Regions from separate parts of the Mus musculus genome. Here regions 2 and 3 are each linked to region 1. A link is a contact called in public Hi-C and Micro-C data. All regions are on one chromosome and are shown on one strand. Each heading gives the region's core, a stretch centred on a gene start, on an enhancer-like site or on the middle of the called end of the contact. The rest is flanking DNA. Distances are from core to core; before and after follow the strand shown. Region 1 holds the start of Lrp12 (low density lipoprotein-related protein 12). Region 2 holds the start of Zfpm2 (zinc finger protein, multitype 2). Region 3 holds the start of Fzd6 (frizzled class receptor 6).

Region 1 (2,990 bases), core at 317-2,816:
CTCATTAAAATTTAAGAAGGCTAAAGGGGCTTAGAAAACAAAAGATTGATTATTTGACAGTCGAAGAGGCCACTCAGTAGATGAACAAGTGTTTGTGGAGGAGTGCAGGCGAAAGGGTCCTGGGGGTGGGGGGCACCATGTGTCTCCTCTTGGGACAGAGTTCCTTGAATGGTACTGAAAGTGATGGGGTGGGAGACGAATGCAGTACAGTCTACTTTTTCATTGTGTTTGTGGCCTGACACAAATTCAATGAACAGAAAAAGCTCTGGGAAAAAACAAAAAACAAAACAAACAAACAAACAAAAACAGCGATCAGAGTGTAGTGTCATAAAACAAGGAATCATATCTGCTGATTGCAGAATCAGGAACAACAAAATTGCTGTGTTCTCAAAAAAGAATAGAAAAAAAAAATCCCGGTTCAGGACTTTTGTTTATTGCCATCTTGTAAAAGATTTCTTAAGCATTAACTTTTCTCTTCTGACATATAATTTCAGGGGGTCACTAAAGGGTCAAATAAGCAAGAGATACAGGAAAACTCTAATGTACCTCCCCAGGCATATACTAAAATTTAATGTAACTGATGGGTACTAAGCATTTTGCTTGAGTTTCCTGCTAGTGTGAAAGTGCTTGACTTTGGGATGGGGGAAACAAAGTCCGTAGATTTACTTGATAACTCCTTTGGGATAATTTAACCTCTTTGAGTCTCATTAGCTTATCTAAAACGTGGATAATATTCATCTCACAAGATTGTCGGGAAACAAAGATAGCCTGTGTCAACAGTACAGCATAGGGCACTGCTGATCTTCAGCGAATAGTGGACAGTGCCTGTAAATGGCAAGGACAGCAGGCAAAACAGTGCAGACGACACTTTAAAAAGGTGGAAGTGCCAGTGTGTCACTACAGACAGAAGCTCTATGGGTACTTAAGGGAAAGAAGTGTCATACTTGTTAGGAGCTGAGAAGAGGCTTAGGGCGGGGGGGGGCGGGGGGGGGTCAGGGATATCCCTCTTTCCACGTCCCAGGTCCACTCCACCCCACCCGAGTGTCAAAAGGGTCTCCTGCGTCTTCCCTGCCAGATTAGAAGCACAGACCCTGTAGCCCGGCCGGATGTATCCCCAGATCCTTTGGCTGAGATTCTACATCAGGTTATCCACAGGGACCTACGACCCATTCACTCTTTCAGAGCCAAATTCAAGCGGAGCCGGCAAGGTCGGGGGTCTTAGCAACGGACTTCTAAGTTCCCACCCCTCTTCCCTCCACGCGTAGCTCATCAGCCTAGAGGATCTCCGGGGAGGGCACAACACCAAGGCCGGGGACTGCGGCGGAGCTCGGTCAGAGCACATCCCCGCCGTCCCGCTCCCCCCTCCTTACTCCCCACTCCAGCCCTCGAGCCCCTGGAACCCAGCGGCCGGCGTTCGCGTGCTCGCACATCGATTGGCACTGCCTCGCTACTCCGGCTCCAGGCGCGGCGAAATCCGCCCGAGCTCGGCCGAGTCCAGGGAAGCGCGGGGCGGGAACCAAGACAGGCGGGCCAGGGGATTGCCGAGTGCACGGATGAGCGCCGGTGCCGGCTCGCGCTCAGTCTGGCGGGTGGCGGCGCCGGCTGGTTGTGCGGCGCGAGGCCGGAGCCCCGCAGTTGCCGGCCCTGTCGCCTGCGGCTGGCGCGCGCGCTGCGCGTCCCTGCCCCCGGGAAGGCCGGCCCGCTAGGGGCTCGCGCGACCGACGCAGGGCCGGCGGGAGGGAGCGCGCGCGGGCGGCCCCGCCCCTCCCCCTCCGCCGCCGCGGAGCGCGCAGGGAGCAGCCAGGGGCTCGGCGGCGGCGGCGTCTGGCCCCAGCTCCTCCTCCTCCATCTCCTCGCTCCCTCCATCTGCCGTGGGTATGGCCCGTCGCTGGAGCACAAAAGAGTCTCAGCGGCGGGGGTCGGCGTGGCTCTTGCTTTTCCTCGCTGGGGTGTACGGTAAGTGTCCACCTCCCTGCGCCCCTCTGACCGAACAAAGCTGGGGCGACCCCGGGGGCCCCCCGGGCCTCCAGGACGGGCTGTGCTTGGGCGACCCGGGGAGACCTGGGTTGCCGACGGGACAAAGACCCACGCGGGATGGTGCGGGGAGGGTTGTCTGCCCGCGGGGATGCTGGGGTCCTCTGGCCGCCGCCGATCCTTCGGAGCGATGGAGGCGGGCCGGTCCGAGCCAGGGGTCCCTGCGGAGCGACGGCGTGCGGGAAAACTCCCCAGCCCGGCGCGAGGCCCCCGGCGGCTCGCTCCTCTAGCGCTCGCTGCCGGCTGTACAGTCCTCGCGCACAAAGATGTGACCGTGAGACTACGAAGGGGAGGTCGCCTCCGGGACGGTCCTGTCCCAGATCCTTCCCGAGGCAGGAAGTTCTCTTCTCAGTGAAATTGCTGTCGTGCCCATCTCTCTTAGTCCCCATTCCCTCCAAAAGCACCCCGATTGCTTCCTTCCCACCCCTCCACCTCTGCGCCTGGGGCTCTGTGGGTCTCGGGCGTGTAGGATCTCGTTCCCCAGTAGCTGCACTGGAGAGAAGGCCAGAAAATAGTTTCCAGCCCCACCTCAGTCTTTCTCTATTGGGACGTACAAGTCTGCCTTGACTCCCAGTTCACTTATCATTTCATCTGTGCCCTCTGATGCTGTTGTGACTCTTGCCTCATTCCGGTCTGCGATCTGGTTAGGGACACTACTTTACGGATTGCAGTCTGATTGTGTGTCACGACCGTGCTTTGTATGAACTAGAACTAAAGGAAATTAAGAGGACTGCTCACCACTGAGACCTCAGCTTGGGCTCTGACTTCACCATTCTTAGTTCTCATGAGTTAACTCCTTGAATGGATATTGCAGAGAACACAATTAACATTTCCATTTTGGAGTAATGGTTTGATTTCTCCAGAAAAACAAACAGAAGCTACGGGGGGGGGGGCGGGTATTTTTACTTATAAAAAGTCCACTTCATTTGCCACAAATACTAATTCAGTAGTATAGT
Region 2 (3,348 bases), core at 33-2,532, 710 kb before region 1:
CCTGTGAGCCCAGAAGCAAAGGAGGCCCCTCCCAGTGGGGACTCCGCTCCTTGACCAGTGGCAAACTGAAGCCCGCCCTACACAGTGTCCAGGCGCCGTGAGTGGGACCCACCCGAAGTCCCCGGGTGCAGCCCAATACCGCGGCAGGCAGGGAGGGGGTGCGCGGCAGGCAGGGAGGGGGTGCGCGGCTGTCTCCAACAGAGGCGCGAACTTTTACACCTACTTTTTGTTTCACTTCGGGTTTGGCAAAGCGTTTGGTACCGCCCAGGACTGGGTCCCCAGACACTGATTTTCCACCGCACTGGGGAAGTTACCTCCCTAGCCCGGTGGCCTCCACCAGCTCTGAGAACTTCATCCCGGGTTACCAAGACATGCTCCCAAGAGTGGTAGGCCAACCGCCAGGACAACAACAAGGACAACAATCATACTAAGCTCTGCGGGAGCGGATTGTCCTGTTAGATTTCAGCATAAAAAGGGCGACGATTGCAGCAAACCAGAGTTGAAATAACCGAGAACCCGGGAGCGCGAAGGTTGGAGAAACACTGGGCTGCGGCTGCCCGGCGCTCCAACTGGCTGTGCATCTGTCTGCGGCCGTCTGGTTTTCCCTGATAGCTTGCAAAGTTTGACAAATCTCGAGGACTAGGAGCGGATCTCCCCGAGTGTCTCCCATCTTTCCCTCCGCGTGCGCCCCTCTCCCAGGAACCGATCCCACCAACTCCCAGTCCCGCGCGCAAACTTACGTTTGATCTGCCGGGGTTTACTCTGCTTTCGCCGGGACATTTCGGCCGCGGCCGCTGCCGCTGGGGTTCCTGCGGTGTCTGCGGTTCCCGCTACGGTTCCCTGGGTTGTCGCCGCCTCTGCCTCTGGGCAGGCTCGGGCCGCCGCCGGTCGGACTCCAGGTGCTCCGTGCGCTCGGGATCCCGGAGCTAGGCTCCTCCGGGAGCGGCGGATCCACGTTTGGAGATGAGCAAGCAAATGAGAGGCCGAGCAAGGGGCAGAGAGAGTGTGACAGGGAAGAGGGGAGGGGGCGACGGATAGAGCGATGGGGCTGTGGGGGGGAGGATGGGAATCTAGGAGCGATCGGCCAGGCAGAGAGAAAAGGGGAAGAAGGGGGTGGAGGGGTAAGAGAAGGAAGAGAAGGAGGGAGGGGAGGAGAGAGCGCAGGGGGACCCGGGCTGCGAGGGGCGGAGGGTGCGGGAGGAGGCGCGCGCTCGCTCTCCGTGTCCCCGGCTGCCGGGCAGAGACTCAGGCGCCGCCGCTGCCGCTCCGGGCCGCGCCGCGCTCGCACTGCTGCGGGAGGTGGCGAGGCGCGCGAGGGAGGGGCGCGCCCGGGCTGTGGGGAGGGGAGACTATGCCATCAGCGAAAGGAGGATTGGCTGCATCCAAAGCCAGTCCGGATGCAAACTCACAGCCCGGCCTCGGTCGCGTGGAGTGCAAGGGGATCGCGGCGTGGGTGGGAGTTGAAGGGGTTGATGGGGTGGGGGGAGACGTGAGGTTTGGAGGGGGCCACCTTCTGCATTTGTCACCGCGTCAATGCTGGGCAGCTGCCAGGCCACCCTTCCCCCGCTCCCCTTCCAGCAACTTCTTCCAACAGCCTCTTCCAATGGACCCTCTAACTCTCCTCCCTAATGCCTCGCCCATCTAGCAGGGCACAAAGAAATCTCAGTCTCCTTCCATAAACTTTGTGCTTCCAGTTACTGCTCCCCTCCTGGAGCCCCTGCCCTCCGCCCTCACAGTTTCTTGGCAGGAAGGTTAGGCCACTGGCAAAGTCCCCAGCGAAAGCCAGCTGATCACAAATGCCAACTGTGTGTCTTGGGGCCCGTTAAGTCCTCTCATCTGCCTGGGCTCTCAGGAGACCATTTCATCGCTGTCAGAGTTCCCAGGAGACTGCTGCGGACCCGGACCATCCCCCACTAGGCCCACAAGAGTCGGGTGATGAGCTGCGCTCAAAGTGCTTTTCTGCATCTTGCTTGAGTTTCCATTTGAAATAGTAAAATCCCGGAATCGGAAGTCAGGCAGATATTTTTCTCACATCCAAAAGGACGAAGGTTAGCTAGATTATTCGTTGTAGGTAGGAAGGGAACTATCATCTCTAATAGGAAATACTAACTTTTTATGAAGTCTGTGGAAGTTCTGCAGCTCCACCCTGCCCCCATGACCTTCCATTCTCCTAGTTCTGCCACAGGGAAGCACCGTGGAGCTAATAAAAGATTTGATCTTGTCCTAATTTTTCAATCAGGTAAGACCCAACAACTATTTCCTGGTTCTTTGGTTTATTGAGTTCTGTGTCTTTCTTATTTATTCAATGTATGCTTACGGTTTGAGAAATGGTAAGGCACAAGAGAACATTATTTTGAGGGGATTGCATAGGATTGTTTTTGTAAAATTAAGGTGAGCAAGGTTAGCTTAGGTTCCCACAGTTTTGCATAGGGTGAGTACAAAATGCAATTCTTTCCGGTGTGCTGAAGGGATGGGGTTGTGTGGAATCAGCTACTTTATGTATCATTATTTACTAATAAACTCCTGTGAAGTTGCCATGGATTCCCTAGATACTGCCAGTTTCCCCAAGGAGGCTATGAACTTGTCCACTCTGACCTGAAATTGTGTCCTCTTTCTTTGGTTGACTAGCATCCGTGTGAGCATCACCAGATGATGCTCTAAGAGGGTCTGGGATCAGCACAGAGCCTGGGCTGATTGAGCACAGTGAAGGATGGCAGGAGGCTCCATGTACAAAAGGCACTCTACTCAGTGTTGATGATTACTCCATCAGAACATCTTTTTAAAGGTGTAAAGAGTTACCTCATGAAAGGTATGGCTGAGCAAATCTTAGCACAAGGCTGAAGGCCACTTGTCTTATTACATCACATTAGCTATATGACCATATGAGGTTATGACAGTACAGTACATGGTCCTTGATACGGAAAAGGCAGTTAATGACCAAGTCCCTGCCTGCAAGGGCCAACAAATTATGATCCTAAGTACCATGAAAAGCAAGGTTATTTGTATTTGTGTGTGTGTGTGTGTGGGGGGGTTAAAAAACAGAGACTGGAGCTTTTTAGCCCCCTCATTCTCAAATCATTATAGTTGAATTGGCATGCACAGAATCTTAGAATTGGATTTATTGTACGTTACTGTTTTCATAGATCTTTCATAGAATTGGCTGACTTACATCACCCAAAAGGAATGTCCCCTGGAATTAAAATAATACAGCACTTAGTGTTTCTTTTGGCATCTGAAATGGTTAAATATGCAAAGCAAAAGAGATACCAATAAATCAGACCTCAATATTCAGTTTAAAAGCTGAAAGAAATAAAAGTCAGAATATTTAAGGAAAGGTTGATAAAATAA
Region 3 (3,095 bases), core at 421-2,920, 940 kb after region 1:
TGGTCTAGAGAGTGAGTTCCAGGACAGCCAGGACTACACAGAGAAGAACCCTTATCTTGAAAAATCAAACAAACAAATAAATATTAAAAATTTAAAAATTCAGAAATCACAGTCTTGGAGAAGCAATGACACAAATTCAAAAAAGCAAAATATTTTTATTATCTGTAAGCACCCTTCATTATGAATGCAACCTTTTTATAAGCAAATTAACTAACCGTCCAACTGTAGACAAAATATGACAGCGGGAGGAGGGGAACTTAATGTTCAAAACTACTTTAAAAAATATGATTGGGAAAAAAACTATGTTTAAAGATTAAAAAGTAATAGTTAAGAGAAAAATACTACGTATAAACTAATTTTCAATATAGGCATGAAAATCCACTCACCCCCATTTCCACAGCAGCGATCCCCTGGTCATAATGACCCATCAGGTTAGGGAAGAACGTCATGTTGTAAGTCATTTTCATACATCTGGGAACGGTGATTGGCTCACAGGTGAAAAGGCTGTGTCCTCTTACGAGGGGCAGAAGAATGCACGCCAACAGAAACGGGGACCTTTCCATCTTGCCAGACTCCGATTTTACCACATGGCTTGGATTATTCTTATGCTCCTTTCCGCATCAAAAAGATTCTCAAATCAGAGATAAAATGTACAAATTCCTCATTGCATTCTTTGTACCATTTTGATAGAAGCTGTTTCCTGAAAATGAATTCTGGGGCAACTGCTGTAAAAACAAACCCAAAGTGTGTTATCAGTAACATTCGTCACAAAGTCAAATCCAAGTCAAATGTCATGCTAGGTAACTAATGCTACAAAGAAAGAAAAAAATGTGGAAAATTCCATCCTAGCAAGAGACATATCCACCTGCCCGGGCGCGGATGTATCACTTTGCTAAGGAAGCCTCAATTCTAGGGAACTGCTGATGAAGGGTTATACTGTCTAAAACACCGGGTAAGAGGAGGCACGGCATAAGCAAGTTGGAGCGAGGAAAGGGGTGATGGTGGTTAGAAGAAAGGGGGTCTAGGGGCCCCTTGGCCATCTCACTATATGGGGAAAATGAGGACAAGTGACCCAGACAGAGTTCTTCAACTTTAGCTCTCTCTACAATCGCAGACTTCTGCGGATGTGCCTTTCCTGTTTTCGCAAAGGCGAAAATCAGTCTGCTGGGGTTGAGCGAGGTCCCCCTAGGAAGAGTGGGCCTGGGTGGTGACTCCTTTGCGCTTCTTCACCTCCAGCACTTTCCCCTTCAACGCGCTCACCCCGTGCCCCCTGTACCCCGAATTCCACCCAGCGCAAACCTTCCACGGTCAGCTCATGGGGACTGCGGGAGGCTCCCCTGAGCCCCCGGGGTCCCGCGTCGGGCACCTGTTCCCGGCCTGCAGCCGAGCAGCTCCGTCCCCGGCCTGCGGGGACCCAGAGTCACTTTCCAGGAGTTGCGTGGGACTCCGAGGCGACGCACCTGCGGCTCCGATCCCGGCCGCTGCCCGCCCGCCCCGTCGGGCCGGGGACGCCTCACCTCGGGCGGCAGAGGAAGGTGGCTGTCCCTCGGCGTCGCGCGGCCCCGCCACCCCAGACAGCCGGGGCGAGCTTTCGGTGGGGGGCAGCGTCCGGGCCTCGACCGCCTCCGGGGCCGCAACGGGGAGCGAGAGCTGGGCGATCCCGCGAGACTGCGCCGCCAGGTCGGGCGGGCAGGTTGGGGCTCGCGGCGGCGGGACCGGCCCTGCGCCCCGCCCAGCCCAGCCGGCCGCGGTGCGGGGGCCGCCGAGCTGTCGCCTCCGCTCGCACCGCGGACCCAGGCGTGAGACCCAGGCCGTTGGGGAAGTGCCCTGCAGAGCACACTTTCCGTTCTGGAAGCGAGGAGCCTTAGCCGCGGGGATCTGCTCTGTAGTGAGTGGTAGCTGAGATCAGAGTTAGCGAGGAACTTCCTGAGTTCTTGGCTGAAAAGCCTATTAACTCGGGGAGTCTGGCCACCACCTTGAACGGCAGGTGCCAGCTTCGGCCGGTTCTACAGCTTTACTGCTGCAAAAGCCCCACAGAAAGTTAACTGCTTTAGTCAACGTGGTTTTGAGAACCAGCTCTGCCACCATCACTTCAGATAAATTACCAAAAAGGGGCGTGGGGATGTGTAGAGTCCTCTCTATGTAGACATGATAAATGAATACAAGAATGGTTACTAATTTTTGAGTCCTTTACATTCAATAATGCCTGATATGTAGGACTCTGGTATGAGGTACAAAGGAACTTGTTGGCAAACACAAAGTGTCTTCTCTTCTTTCTTTCTTTCTTTCTTTCTTCTTCTTCTTCTTCTTTTTCTTCTTCTTCTTCTTCTTCTTCTTCTTCTTCTTCTTTCTTCTTCTTTCCTCCTCCTCCTCTTCTTCCTCTTTTCTTCTTCTTCTTGTTCCTAATGGGGATAGAACCCAGGGTCTTGTGCATACTGGTACTAGCATGCCTACTATGTTAAGCTACAGTCCCAGCCTGTAAAATAACTTTTAAATGGAGACTGCTGTTAGCTGAATCACTGTGCTGCTGAAAAATGTCACATTTCAGTACTTGGGACACCACCGAATAACCAGACAAGATTTGAAATCTGGAAACATCAACTAGAGATGAATTTTGGAGAACTCTTTCCCAGCTTTATCAAAAAACTTAGGACAAGCCGGTCATGGTTGCACACATCTTCAGTCCCAGCACTCAGGAGGCAGAAGCAGGCAGACCTTTGAGTTCCCAGACAGCTAGGCTACACAGAGAAACCCTGCCTTGAAAACAAAACTAAACAAAAAAAAGCTTAGGACAACTGTAAAGGACGAGACCATGTTAAAGAAATGTTAATACTAATTGTCTTAATCTTAATATTATTAAAAGTCAGACAGTTTATGTATTGAAAAATGGGTTTCTATGTAAGATGTTTTCTATGTAGAAAATTAACCTTCTACGTGGGAAGAATATTTCTCAGAAAAATGTTAAGTTTCTATATAGAAGGAATATATCTCAGCTGAGTGTGGTGGCACAGGCCTGGAATTGCAGTACTTGAAAGGCCAAGACAGAAGGATCTCAAATTCAAGACCAACCGAGGTTTCAGAGCGAACTGAATGTC

The links. Hi-C and Micro-C count contacts between places; a contact is called where the count stands out from the background.
Region 2: a Hi-C map of cardiomyocytes shows a contact between it and region 1, with 4 times the contacts expected there. The contact joins the promoter of Zfpm2 here to the promoter of Lrp12 in region 1. A contact is called at or near these places in 1 of 39 promoter capture datasets (hippocampal neurons), 3 of 484 Hi-C or Micro-C datasets (cardiomyocytes and embryonic stem cells) and 1 of 115 datasets of contacts at active chromatin or transcription factors (astrocytes).
Region 3: a contact with region 1 is called in a Micro-C map of embryonic stem cells, with 5 times the contacts expected there. The contact joins the promoter of Fzd6 here to the promoter of Lrp12 in region 1. A contact is called at or near these places in 1 of 39 promoter capture datasets (stem cell-derived epiblast-like cells) and 1 of 484 Hi-C or Micro-C datasets (embryonic stem cells).

Annotation. Positions count from the first base shown.
Region 1 is chr15:39,942,570-39,945,559 of GRCm38.p6, reverse strand. It overlaps Lrp12 (low density lipoprotein-related protein 12), which reads left to right and starts at 1,566. Exons shown (of 7, transcript NM_172814.4): 1 at 1,566-1,956. The coding sequence starts at 1,878.
Region 2 is chr15:40,652,976-40,656,323 of GRCm38.p6, reverse strand. It overlaps Zfpm2 (zinc finger protein, multitype 2), which reads right to left and starts at 1,282. Exons shown (of 8, transcript NM_011766.5): 1 at 741-1,282. The coding sequence starts at 780.
Region 3 is chr15:39,004,855-39,007,949 of GRCm38.p6, reverse strand. Fzd6 (frizzled class receptor 6) reads right to left here and starts at 1,670. Exons shown (of 7, transcript NM_001162494.1): 1 at 1,518-1,670; 2 at 387-725. The coding sequence starts at 563. It overlaps Gm26704 (a long non-coding RNA gene), which reads left to right and starts at 881. Exons shown (of 2, transcript XR_875317.3): 1 at 881-1,888.